Regions from separate parts of the Danio rerio genome. Here regions 1 and 3 are each linked to region 2. The links are chromatin contacts, called in public Micro-C maps. All regions are on one chromosome and are shown on one strand. The core of a region is the stretch at or near the end of the contact, and the rest is flanking DNA. Distances in the headings are between cores, read along the strand shown. Region 1 holds the start of LOC101882859. Region 2 holds the start of nsg2 (neuronal vesicle trafficking associated 2). Region 3 holds the start of bod1 (biorientation of chromosomes in cell division 1).

Region 1 (4,615 bases), core at 915-3,414, 170 kb before region 2:
TTAACAGAACAACATTAACATTTTTATTAGTAAGAATGGATGTATAAGGCGGCTTAAATACTACTCTTTAGTTATGGCCATGTTTCTCATTTCTAAATTAAAATGTATACTGCTCTAAATTTAAACTCATAATGCATGTCTAGTGTGGATTATCCCTTATGTAAGGGATTATCCATGGCTAGGTGTACATTACATGGATTGTTATGCACAACATGGTGGCAAATAACAAGGTTAAGGTCAAACTTTATTGAGATCCCTCTGAGGCAATTTGGATGCAGCAAAACAACTGCAACAGACACATAGTTATAAAAACATAAATATAAATTCATTCAAATTTAATAATATCCCAAAAAGGACTTTAAAATCCTAACCCTTATTTTTTGGGAATCTATAAAGGCCAGGAAACACCAAGCCAATGTTAAACTACTAGCGCAGATTAAAACCAACTGTGTTGTCACCTCACGTTAGGTTTTCTGAACCAATAAACTGTGTCCCACATCTGGAACAAAAAACTTAAATCATCAATGATGCAACTGTTCAGTTTAAAAGACGAGTGCTTTCGCTCAGTACAATCGAGATTGCTTTAGTTATTCATTCATTCATTCATTCATTCATTCATTCATTCCTTTTATTTTCGATTTAGTCCCTTTTATTAATCTGATCAACTTATCCATCACGTTTTACGCAGCGCATGCTCTTCCAGCTGCAACCCATCACTGGGAAACACCCATACACACTCAATCACACACAATCACTACGGCCAATTTAGCTCACCCAAATTACCTACGTCTTTGGACTTGTGGGGGAAACCAACGTGCAATTCACGTCATTCGCGCCACACCATTCGCGCATATCGCGCCTCAGGATGCCTATTCGCTCGTCTGCATTGACTTAACATGTAAATCACTTACGCTTGATGCTTCTTCACCGTCTGGTGTGAATAGCATTATTGTGAACGCTTGAAACATAGTCTCAGAAAAATGTTTGCAGTAATCTCAGTTTTCATTATATTACTTTTATGGATTGCTCCAGGACTAATTTCATTTATTTGTTTGTGAAATAATAAAATGTTCAGTGCCATGCGCTTTTTTTTCTTCTTCTACAATACTTAAGCATCTATAACTTTATTGTTTTGAGCATTATAAACTGGAGTTGATGGATAGTAAATCCAAAATGCAAGTGTCATCAGGTACAGCAGTTGAGAGCATAAAGTCTATTGAAATTACTGGGGAAAAATAAAGACATGGCGCGTAACAAATAATGTGATTAAATGTAGTGCTTCTTGTACATCCTGGGACCCACTTTATATAACACATTATTATGACAATTAAAAATATATTTTTTATTTAATTTGTTTATAAATTATATTATATAAATTTTTTTTCAACACATTTCACATTTCAACTCATTTCTAATAACTGATTTCTTTTATCTTTGCCATGATGACAGTACATAATATTTTACTAGATATTTTTCAAGATAGTATTATTCAGCTTAAAGTGATACTTAAAGGCTTGACTAGGTCAACTAGCTGAGTTAGGGTCATTGTACATTCTGTAGACAATCTGAAAAAAAAAAAAAGATTGCTTATGGTAACTTATAATATTAACCTTAAAAAATGTAAAACTTCTTTTTTTTTAGCTGAAATAAAATAAATAAGAATTAACCAGAAGGGAAAAATACTATAGGAAATACTTTTAAAAAGTCCTTGCTCTATTAAACATAATTTGGGAAATATTTGAAAAAGAAAAAAGAATTCACAGGAGGGGGAATAATTTTGACTTCGCCTGTGTAATGCACTGCTGTTGTTCTCCCTGTAACCAGCAGAGGATGTCAAAATCAAAACAAGATCTGACTGAACAAGATCAAACAAGGCCAAATTGTACAACCCATCCACATATGTACTGTATTCAGGATTCCCTAAAAAAGTTTTAAACAGTCATGTTAAAATGATTTTAATAAATTCATAAATTAGCTGAATTCAATACTGCACAGTAAAATCCGCTGTGTTAATTAAGCTGTGTTGATCTGCATTTACTCAAAATGAGTTAATTTTACAAGAAACGGTGAAAGACACCCCCTTGTGTTGGTGAAAATGATCAGAGTTGTATTCTACGTTGTTAACTTTGCTCTGTTAAGCTCCGCCCCTCAATCTACCCCCTGCAGAGAACGTGTTGGAGTTTTGTCGGCGCCATTTTCTGCTCCCTCGTGCGTATAGGTAAGCTCTCTTGTTTAACGTCTTAAAACATAATTTTATCGATTTATATGAGTAAATGTGCTAACACAACGGTATATGTTGTACTTTGATGCGTTTTGTTTGTTAAAACATTGATTATGAGTCACTTTGTGACCGTGTCATTCCATCGATTTTATCACAGTGTGGTCACCTTAACGTTAAAGATAAAGCTTAAACGATGCCAATGATCTTACTTAAATTGTTTTTGCGATTTCTAATCTTACTTTTATATCCATTTAGTTTTGTACTGTGAACTCTCTGAAGAAGACGGTAACGTTAGGCTACATTTAGCCTCGAAGTTTTGCTTTCAAGAGCAACTCTGCAATGCTCCAGGTAACTGTTAGGTCAGTATTTTGTTGTTTCAACATATTAAGATGGTAACTTACAGAGAAAGTTATATGATATAAACATATGTAGTGTAAAATTAACTGTGTCTGTATGGCTGTCGAGCTCACTGCTGGTTAAATATTTTCAGTCCATTTCAAATTACTTCCTAATTAACGTTTCTCTGTTAAGAGGTTGCATTTTAACAGCTTGTTAGTGTTGTCATGATACTGTTTTTCGGTAACAGTTACGTTAACTGAAATTCGCTGTTGAGCGCGGTCCTAAACCCCGCCGTTTGGCCGTGAAGGTCACCAGTTCACCGCACTTAACCGCTGTTTACCGAGTGCAAACACCGATACAGAGACAGCGGATCATTTTAAAACTGTGAATCATCAGCGGATCTCTTAAATGTCAGCCCATAGACACGCCAGCTCATCTTCGCGGCTTTTAAAACGATCAAGTGGCGTGCATCCGTGTTTGTGCCCGGTAAACAGCGGTGACATGTAGTGATGGGTCGTTCATAAACGATTCGTTCATTTTGAATGAATCTTTTGTATGACTCGAAAACGTTGAGTCCTTTCGGAGTGATTCGTTTAATTGCGCACGCGCACAATTGTGCTGGTGGAGCAGAAGATTCGTTCCTTTTCGAGTCTTCTATGTGCTTTGAGTCGTTCGTTCATCGCGTGAAAGACAGAAGCCAGTCATGCATTTAGAGCCGGAAAATGTTTTGATTCGTTCATTTCTCGAGTCTTCGGATTTTATTCATCTCTCTTCACGTGCTGCCACATGCTAAACGAACGACTCAAAAACCAGAAGACTCAAGAGGTAAACTAAAATCATGGCTCCTTTTGGCAGCTTAATTAATATGGGTCTGTGTGACGTGAACGAACCACTGACGTTTGAAGAGCTGAAGCTGATAATCATAGACAAAAGACCAGGTAAACAATAAATGATGATTTACTCTTATAGCATTCCAAGTTATGACTATTTTGTGTAATGTGGCAACGTCTGTGCTAGTTGTAGATGAGTTTGGAAGCAACTTATTACATTTTAATAATATTTTGGCTACTCAAAAACACTTAAATATTAGCGGAAATGGATGCTTTTAATTCCAGTACCAATTGGTACCAATATTCAGTATCATGACAACCCTTCAGCACAGACATTATTTCAAAATTAAGTGGATTAGAATCTTTTTTTTTCTATGGTGAATGTGTGTTATACTTTGACATAACAGAAAAATGATTGTTGACATATTGGTGTTTTCTTTTCCCCCAAGTTTCTGTGCATATAAGGCTCTACAGATCACATCGTGAGTAAAACCTTTAAGTACTTGTGTAATTACTTTACTAACTGGGATGACCAATTCTTAAAAAATAAATATATGTTAATGGTTATAAAATCTTGCAACAATTTATAAACCTATGTGCCATTTTTGTGTCATTTATAAATCCCCCCCATTGGCACCTGTATGAAACATTCTCTTTTCCTACAGAGCATGCTGGTAAAGGTGAAATTTGGGGATGCACAAAAGTTTGTTAAAATAGCCAATCTGAACCTGGAGGACTTTTTGTCTGCAGGTAAGAAACAATTACACTTTTGTTATTCAGATTTCTTATTTGGTATGTGGTCAATTTAAATACTGATGTATATGCTGCTGTGTTATGTTTCCAGATGATATTCAGAGTTACCAGTATATAACTGATCAGCTTTCACATTTTGTTATTATTATGCAATATATTATTTATGTATTGTTTAGCCTTTTTGAAGTTTGGGGTTCCAAATGTACCTGAGAAAGTGAAGGTTGTGGATGAATCTGGGACTGAGGTGGATGGTGATGTTTTTGAAGAGTTAATCAAAGATCCCTCCGTTGGCGTTCTCACCATAAAACATGGTGCAGGTTTGTATTTTATCACATTATTTGACTGTAATGTTTCACAGTTTTTGTCATAGAGACTTCCTGACCCCCCCCTCCTTATATTGTTTATGCAAACAGATTTGGAACCGGCCTCTCCACAATCATCTTCTATGCATTTAGATCAGTCTCTGTCTTCA
Region 2 (4,222 bases), core at 1,387-3,886:
CAGCTTGCGTCCTTACGAACATTGGCTGGCAATCCAACCGTAAAAGCAGAGCATTGTACCAGCATGTTTTAGCAAAAGGGTGAAAGCTTATAATACTAATACTTGAATAACAACCACTCATAGAGGAAAGAAATTGTAAATGATTGTCTGTATATATATATATATATATATATATATATATATATATATATATATATATATATATACTTATATATATAGTATACTTGTACTTATACTTGTATATATTATGTGTATATATACATATATATATATATATATATATATATATAATGTGTGTATATATTATGTATAATATATATATATATATATATATATATATATATATATATATATATATATATATATATATATATATATATATATATATATATTATAGCATATAACTGACAAAACTGCATTTTATTTTAATTATTTTTCAGATTTTGGTGTTTATTTATAGTATAAACATGTCAGTATTGAATGAACAGTAGTGTTTATCATAGATGTTTTAATTTTTCAGTCATTCATTCATTTTCTTTTCGGCTTAGTCTCTTTTTTAATCTGGGGTTTAATCCAATCACAATGTATCCAATCCAATCTGGGGACTCCAGCCCTTCCAGCTGCAACCCATTACTGGGAAACATCCATACACACACATACACTACGGACAATGTAGCTTACCAAACTCACCTACATGTATAGTGCATGCCTTTGGACTTGTGGGTGAAACCAGAGCAAACGGAGGAACCCCATGCGAACATGGGGAGAACATGCAAACTCCACATAGAAAGGCCAACTGACCCAGCCGAGGCTTGAACCAGTGACCTTCTTGCTGTGAGGCAATCGGGCTTGCCACTGTGCCACCGTAACACCCTGTTTTATTTAATAATGCTACTTATTATTACTAACAAATATGATTACTTAGTAGTACTAAAAATAATAATTTAAAAAACAATTTGCTAAATTAATATTTCTTTAATATTTCAAACTTTAATAGAATTTCTTTCTTTCTTGTTTAGTTTGAAACGCTTCTATTTTGCTGACAATTTATAGAATGTTTAGATAATTTTGCATGCTGAAAACAGTTATCATGAGCTGCTCGCATACAAATACCAGTGCTGCACTTCATCGGATTTTTACATATTTATAATTACAACACAGTGTTTCAGAATTGACAATAACAACCCATAATGCATTATCAGGCTTTTTTTTTCATTTAAAAATTACAGTCCAACCCCCAATATACTCATAACCAGAGATTTTTACTTGGAGAATGTTAATTTCATCACTTACTGGTATTAGGCATGGAACAATAACCGCTTTCAAACCATGGTTTGGAAAAGTCAAGGTTTTAAAACTGCAAAAATTTTCTGTAATACCGTTCCTAAGGTATGTGTAAGATTTTTTTTTTTCATTTACTTTTTTAAGGTAAATCTTAGGCAGAAAAAATATCCAAAGATGCCATTTTAAATTGTAAAGAAATCTGTGTTTCTGAAACTAATGAAGACAGCAGAACTCAATGATTCATTTGAATTAACTAGCCTGACATTACCGCTCTAAAATATTTTATATCATTCAAAAAAATTAAATATACTGTTTTCAAAGGGGGAAAAGTTTTTGTTTTTTACCTAGACATTTAAAAAGAATATATTTTAGAGCAAAAATCACAATACTGTGATATTTTTATCCAAGGTTACCATATCGTCAGAATCTTATACTGGCCCACGCCTAACTGGTATACAAGTAATATTCTTTCTAGGCACTACTATTGTCAATTACTTTTTTTATACATAATGAATATGTTTTTATGACCTAACAAAGAGGTAAGATCCTATTACATAAGACCTGAAATGTTCCTTACCTTGTCTGGGGCTTGATACTGAAGATTAGTAACATCCAAGGGCGTGATGAGAGGGACGTTCTGAAAGCCGTCCTCAACGCTAACAGCTTTTGCTCCTTTGTCTTGTAGATTACTCCCCAGTTTCACCATCTTTAAAGTATTATTTCCTTTCTCACCAGCCTGTAAATGTAGAGGATTTAATAAACAGCCATTTTAAATCATATATAGACAGGCTTCAGTTAAAAATAAAAATAAAAAAAGAAATATTTACACCTCAGGCACATCAATAAAACATGCGGAGCTACACCTTATATATATAAACGCGTTTGGTAAACACCTCACGCACGTCTGTCAGACGTCTGTGCGATTAATACACAAACGTTACCCTTGTAAATACAAGTACAGCTGAACAGTATTGATCTTTTGAGATTAAAGAGAACACAAAAAGCACTCTTTAACTATTGTGAAACACCCAGGTGTCGAAACATCAGCCGCACGGCATATAAAGCATCCGCGCCCCTTTACCAGTCATAACAATTCATCTCCCACCCAAACACAACCCGCGCCAGATGAAAAGATGTTTATAGACGCGTACTCACCGAAAGCGGTCAACTTGAACGCTTTGTACGGGCTCAAACACAGTTTGAATTCAGCTTGTTGATGAGGGCAGGTGGAGCGTCGAGATGGAGATGCTGGATGTGTGTGTATGTGTGTATGTGTGTGTGGTGTGAGTGTGTGTGTGGCGCTGATGCGAGAGATGCAGATACTGACGGCCTCGCGCAAAATCCAAACCCTCGCTTACACTCGAGCCACTAGGGGGGATCTGAAAGAAACCCTACGTTTGTTTTTGCAAGACCCCGAGAAACCCTCAATCTCAATGCCAGCCCACAAAGCTGACTTGTTTGCCATCTAGTGCAGAACTGAGAGAAGTGCAGCTGCACAGGATAAATTTTAATGTTCAAATAAAGCAGGATAACAAAAACAACAGTGTTTATGTGCTTGTTTAGGCTATAGGTTGTACTTAAAAAAAGGCAAAAATTGTATTGTATTGGATAAAATGACTATAAGTGCACATCTATAATAATTTTAATGGGGCATGACATGGTAACTAGTAATAGAATAGTTATAATAGTTATTAGTTTGTAATATATAAACTACTTAAAATTAAAATTCCATTCATTCATTTCATTAAACGTTAAAGTAGCTAATTAAATTTAGCCCAAATTAAAAGTAGTCCCTTAACTTTATTTTATTATATTATAATTATTATTATTTATTTTTCTGCTGAAAAGTAATCTAAGTAACTAGTTACATATATTATTATTATTATTATGACTATATTATTGGTTCAGAGGATGGATAATTCATATATTTGACGCCCTCTGGTGGCTAAATATAACACTGACATGAAATGTAGTCAAATCAATATACACAATTGACTTCTCTGGGCTTGGAGGCATCTAGGATGGACCATCACACAGTGGAAACATGTACTGTGGTCAGATAAATCAGTGAATTTTTATTTTTTTATTTATTTTTTTTTTTTTGTAAAAAATGGACACCGTGTGCTCTGGACCAAAGAAAAAAAGGATAATCCGGACTGTTACCAGCAAGTCCAAAATCCAAAGTTTGTCATGACAATGGTTGCGACAGGTTGCGACAATGCTCTTGGCAAAGGTAACTTGCACTTCTGTGATGGCACCATGAATCCTGAAAAGTACAGAGATGATGGAGTACAACATGTTGCCTTCTTTTCCACAGATGCACATTCATATTTCAGCAAGACAATGCAAAACCACATTCTGCACAGATTAAAAAGTCTTGGCTGCAAAGGAATAGGATACAGGTACTTGACTGGCCTGTCTACAGTCCTGACCTGTCTCCAATAAAGAATGTGAAGCACATTTTGAAGCGCAAAATCCAACAACGAAGACACCGTACTGTTGCCCACCTTAAGACAGGAAACACTTCATCACTTGATGTCTTCAATCCCTAAACGTCTTTTGTAATGGGATAAAGAATGGCCACATTACAAAGTTGTAAATGCTTTACTGTCCCAACAATTTTTTAAAAGTGTTGCAAAAACACAATAATGAGGAACACAATAAATAAATAAATAAATACAAGAAAATACAAGTCAAAGTAACTTTAGAAATCACTACTTTCTATTATTTCCATACTGTCCCAACGTTTTCTGATTTGGGGTTGTATTAAAGGTTAACAAAAGCATTGCAACATGATTTGTGCTACACTCGCAGGTAAACATTGTTTTCCTTATTGAGTCCGTGTAAGATGGAGCTAAAGTGTACGGTGCACATGGAGAGAAAAAGCATTCCTACAGGTCATCCGTTTAAGATACGAACCCCAAGAGAAAATAGTCTC
Region 3 (4,372 bases), core at 1,191-3,690, 160 kb after region 2:
TATATTTAATGCAAGAAAAGAATATCAGAAGTCAGAATTATTAGCCCCTCTGTTTATTTTTTCCCCCAATTTCTGTTTAACGGAGAGAAGATTTTTTTTTCAGCACATTTCTAAACATAATAGTTTTAATAACTCATTTCTAATAACTGATTTATTTTATCTTTGCCATGATGACAGTAAATAATATTTGACTAGATATTCTTCAAGACACTTCTATACAGCTTAAAGTGACATTTAAAGGCTTAACTGGGTTAATTAGATTAACTAGGCAGGTTAGGGTAAATAGGCAAGTTCTTGTATAACGATGGTTTGTTTTGTGTCTAAAAAATAGCTTAAAAGACCTAATAATATTGACACTAAAAAGGCTTTTTAAATAATTAAAAGCTGTTTTAATTCTTGCCGAAATAAAAAAAAATAAAACTTGATATCAGACATACAGTGAAAATTTCCTTGCTCTGTTTAACATCATCTAGAAAATATTTAAAGAAGAAAAACAAATCAAAGGGGGGCTAATAATTTGGACTCCAACTGTGTGTTTATATATATATATATATATATATATATATATATATATATATATATATATATATATATATATATATATATATATATATATATATATATATATATATATATATATATGGGCCATTCTTTACAGGCACTTTTAGCCTTGTGAAGTTGAGTAAAAAACTTGTTCAAAATTAACGTAAAACAGCCTCATAGGTTTAAACAATTTGTCTAGTTTTAAGATCTGTAAGAGGACAAACTTAGATAAGAAGAGAAACATGTTTTTCCATCGTGAACTGAACAAATATAAATGCCACCACATCTCCATATACAGCTTTTAATTTCCAAATGAAATAAATGATGGCAGTCAAACATTGTCTAAGATCATTTTTGTATCTAGCACAAAATACGCCACAGCGGAATGAACCGCCAACTTATCCAGCAAGTTTATATGCAGCAGATGCCCCTCCAGCCGCAACCCATCTCTGGGACACATCCACACACACACACACACACACACATACACTACAGACAATTTAGCCTACCCAATTCACCTGTACCGCATGTCTTTGGACTGTGGGGGAAACAGAGCAAACACAGGGAGAACATGCAAACTCCACACAGAAACACCAACTGAGCCGAGGCTCGAACCAGTGACCTTCTTGCTGTGAGGCAACAGCACTACCTACTGCGCCACTGCTTCGCCCATAAATATACATTTGTCAATGAAATAAATGAGTTGTATGCTGAATTGTACACCTGTCACACTCTAAAATGTAAAATTAATTTATTTAAGAGCTTATTATAAAATAAACAAACTGAATTTGTATATTAAATAGAGCATGAGCTTATACATTGTGAATACACTTTTAATGTGTGATGAGAACTTTTTAAATATTTTTTTGAAATGTGTGTGGTGATGGAAATGACAGTGGTGGAAATGACAATTCAACAGTTTATTGTGAACAAATTAAAAATAGCTTCAGCGATTAGCTTTGAATTGATGCTAGCCTTTCATGTATACAAAAAACTCTCATTTACCTTCATTTTGTTTGGTTTTTAAAAACATCTTTGAAGGTACAGCATATTTGGAAATGACGTAGAGTAAATGTATTTCCTGATCAAGCAATATTTACCTTGATTTTTCCTCAAGTGTTGTTCATAAAAATGTAAATTTCCTCCATCTTGAACGTGTTCTCAGATGGCACTATTAATTTTCATAGAAACCGCACCTAAATAATCTTTTACACAATCTTTTTAAAGTGAAATGACAGTGCTGTGCTGGAAATGACACTGATACTGTGCGACAGCTATAATTCATGTAAGAAAATAATATTGATATTAGTCTCACATTAATAACTATAAAATATGTAAATTATTTCACTAGTGCTTAATTAGGATACATTAATAGATAAATAATATTTTAAAATGTTGTTTTCTTTGTTGAAGTTTAAAACTCTGGGTGTGCGTCAAGATGAAAACAGTGATTTTGACACCTAAAAGGAGGTTGAATAATATAAAAAATATAAAATAGAAAGCTAGTAATTTTTTAAAAGTAGGTTTTATTTTTAGTTTGACAAAGAAAGATGAATTTAAACAAAATTATATATATTTTTTGGATTTATGATCAAAGGACTTAAAAGTGCCCATAGTTTTATTACCCTTAATAATTACCCATCAGAAACTCTCTATACACAATGAAAGCCCTAAGCAGGTTAAAAGGTTGTAAACTTTATAATGTATTCATTTAATTATTACATATGTACATTTTATATATTTGTAGTTTGTTTATACTTACTCTTGGCTTGGTTATTTTATTGTAAAATGTTATATGCCGTCCTTTAAAAACCAAAACGAAACAGGCTCATGAATACTGGGGTGCTGTTGTTATTATGTCCAGTAGGTGACAGTGTGTCTACTTGAGCACATCTACACACATAATCAACACAGAAGAAGACGAGGGAGCGCTCTGTTTACATCTGCTGCCATCAAAGAGCTTTGATAGTGTTAATATACAGAATTATAAAAAGTGCACATTAATTCCAACATATTTTCTTGGTGAGGCAGAAAGAGCGGTGTTATATTTGATGGCGGAGGGCAGCAGCGGCAGCGGGAATCTGATGAGCGCTCCTCCGGGAGACCCGCAGCTCATCGCGCTCATTGTGGAGCATCTGAAAAACAAAGGCCATTTCGACGAGTTCAGACGAGACTGTCTGGCCGACGTTGACACCAAGGTGAAATATAGTTTTTAATCTACATCATTGGAGCATCACTTGTAGTAAAACAAAACCTGGCGAGCGTTTTTCGCTTGAACGCTCCCTTAAAAGGCAGGTGTACGGAATCCCGGAAGGGACGCAACGTTAGTGGAGGAGAAAAAAAAATCGCTGGGTGAAGGAAGAATAATGGGTGAAAGAAAAAATGGGAGGAAAATATATATTTATAAGTTTTTACGTTATTTCGCAAAGATGTTTTGCGTTCTCTCTCAAAACTGTTTCTCCACAAACACTTCCTGTTCACTTCACTCACGTAAACCCTCCCGTTTTTGCCGAAATTCTCCCGTATTTTACCATTCTATCCCACTTTCTTTACATTAATACAGTGCGTCGATCGTCGCCTTTCATATGCAACATCTGAACCAGTGAATGCATGTATAAGCGTTGACTGACAGACGCGCTCCGTACAATAAACTGATCCCACATCAGCTTCTGTAATTATTCAGCCAAAATTTAAAGGTACTCAATTTAAGTTTTTTTGCAAATACCATATGTTTGTAGATATTTAGATTTTTTTTTTTTTTTTTTTTCCACCTCCATAAGATTTTTATTTTTATTTTAGATCATACTCTGTAAACTAGGGTTGGGCGATGTCAACCAATTTGATATCGTGCAATCTCTAAGGCAGGGGTGTCAAAGTCAATTCCTGGAGGGCCGAAGCCCTGCACAGTTTTGTTCCAACCCTGCTCCAACACACTTACCTGTAGGTTTTAAACAAGCCTGAAGGACTCAATTAGTTTGATCAGGTGTGTTTAATAGGTTGGAACTAAACTGTGCAGAGCCTTTTGGAACTGAGTTTGACACCTGTGCTCTAAAGTAAAACCATCGGGTAAAGTCTAGATCGGATATGTGGCCGGCGGGAAGTGCAATATGCACATTAATAAAGCAGCATTTTTTTATGACACTGTATAACAATAATTAATATTTTACAGTACTGTGAGGGTTGGGTTTAGGGTTGGGGTGGGGGTAGGCGTTAAAAATACATTTTATTGGGTAATTTAATAGATAACATAACTAATACTTGGTACAACTACAGTTTTTACATTACTGTGACGGTTGGGTTTAGGGTTGGAGTGGGGGTAGACGTTAATAAAATACAACAAATGAGAAATTTAATAAATAATAGAAATAATTTGCGTTAACTTCCGGCCGCAAACGTATCCGCTCTAGCAACAACCAAAACATCGGGATGGATGATGGCATTGTCGTCGTAGGCGGTGGTGAATTAATTATTTATGAATAATTACATAATTCATAAAGAATTAGTTATTTGTAGCCTACCATTTCAACTACCTGACTTGCATGGTCTTTGTTTTTCTCATAACCAAATCATAAATAAATAAAGATAAGTTACACACAGATTACCACCTGTCAATCACTCTTTCCGCAGGACTCTGGCATGAATAGACAGAGTGATCTGTCTTTACAATGGCGTTGACAAATTTGGTTAGTAAAAAAGGTGCACAACCAACAACAACCAACCAGCAGTATCTGAGGTTTTCGCTAAAATCGCTAAGTATAAGTGTGAAAGCGAAAGATTGAAGCAATGTACTGATGCTGTGACACGTTACCTGATAGATTCAAAAGACAGA

What was found. Hi-C and Micro-C count contacts between places; a contact is called where the count stands out from the background.
Region 1: a Micro-C map of caudal fin shows a contact between it and region 2, with 5 times the contacts expected there. The contact joins the promoter of LOC101882859 here to the promoter of nsg2 in region 2. A contact is called at or near these places in 1 of 18 Hi-C or Micro-C datasets (caudal fin) and 1 of 4 datasets of contacts at active chromatin or transcription factors (embryo).
Region 3: a contact with region 2 is called in a Micro-C map of caudal fin, with 5 times the contacts expected there. The contact joins the promoter of bod1 here to the promoter of nsg2 in region 2. A contact is called at or near these places in 3 of 18 Hi-C or Micro-C datasets (caudal fin, fibroblasts and hematopoietic stem cells) and 2 of 4 datasets of contacts at active chromatin or transcription factors (caudal fin and embryo).

What each region holds. Positions count from the first base shown.
Region 1 is chr21:44,798,735-44,803,349 of GRCz12tu, forward strand. It overlaps LOC101882859, which reads left to right and starts at 2,165. Exons shown (of 13, transcript XR_012396927.1): 1 at 2,165-2,218; 2 at 2,477-3,498; 3 at 3,840-3,872; 4 at 4,056-4,140; 5 at 4,320-4,460; 6 at 4,557-4,615.
Region 2 is chr21:44,969,698-44,973,919 of GRCz12tu, forward strand. It overlaps nsg2 (neuronal vesicle trafficking associated 2), which reads right to left and starts at 2,637. Exons shown (of 5, transcript NM_200873.2): 1 at 2,440-2,637; 2 at 1,862-2,020. The coding sequence starts at 1,990.
Region 3 is chr21:45,134,777-45,139,148 of GRCz12tu, forward strand. bod1 (biorientation of chromosomes in cell division 1) reads left to right here and starts at 2,441. Exons shown (of 4, transcript NM_001076712.1): 1 at 2,441-2,741. The coding sequence starts at 2,595.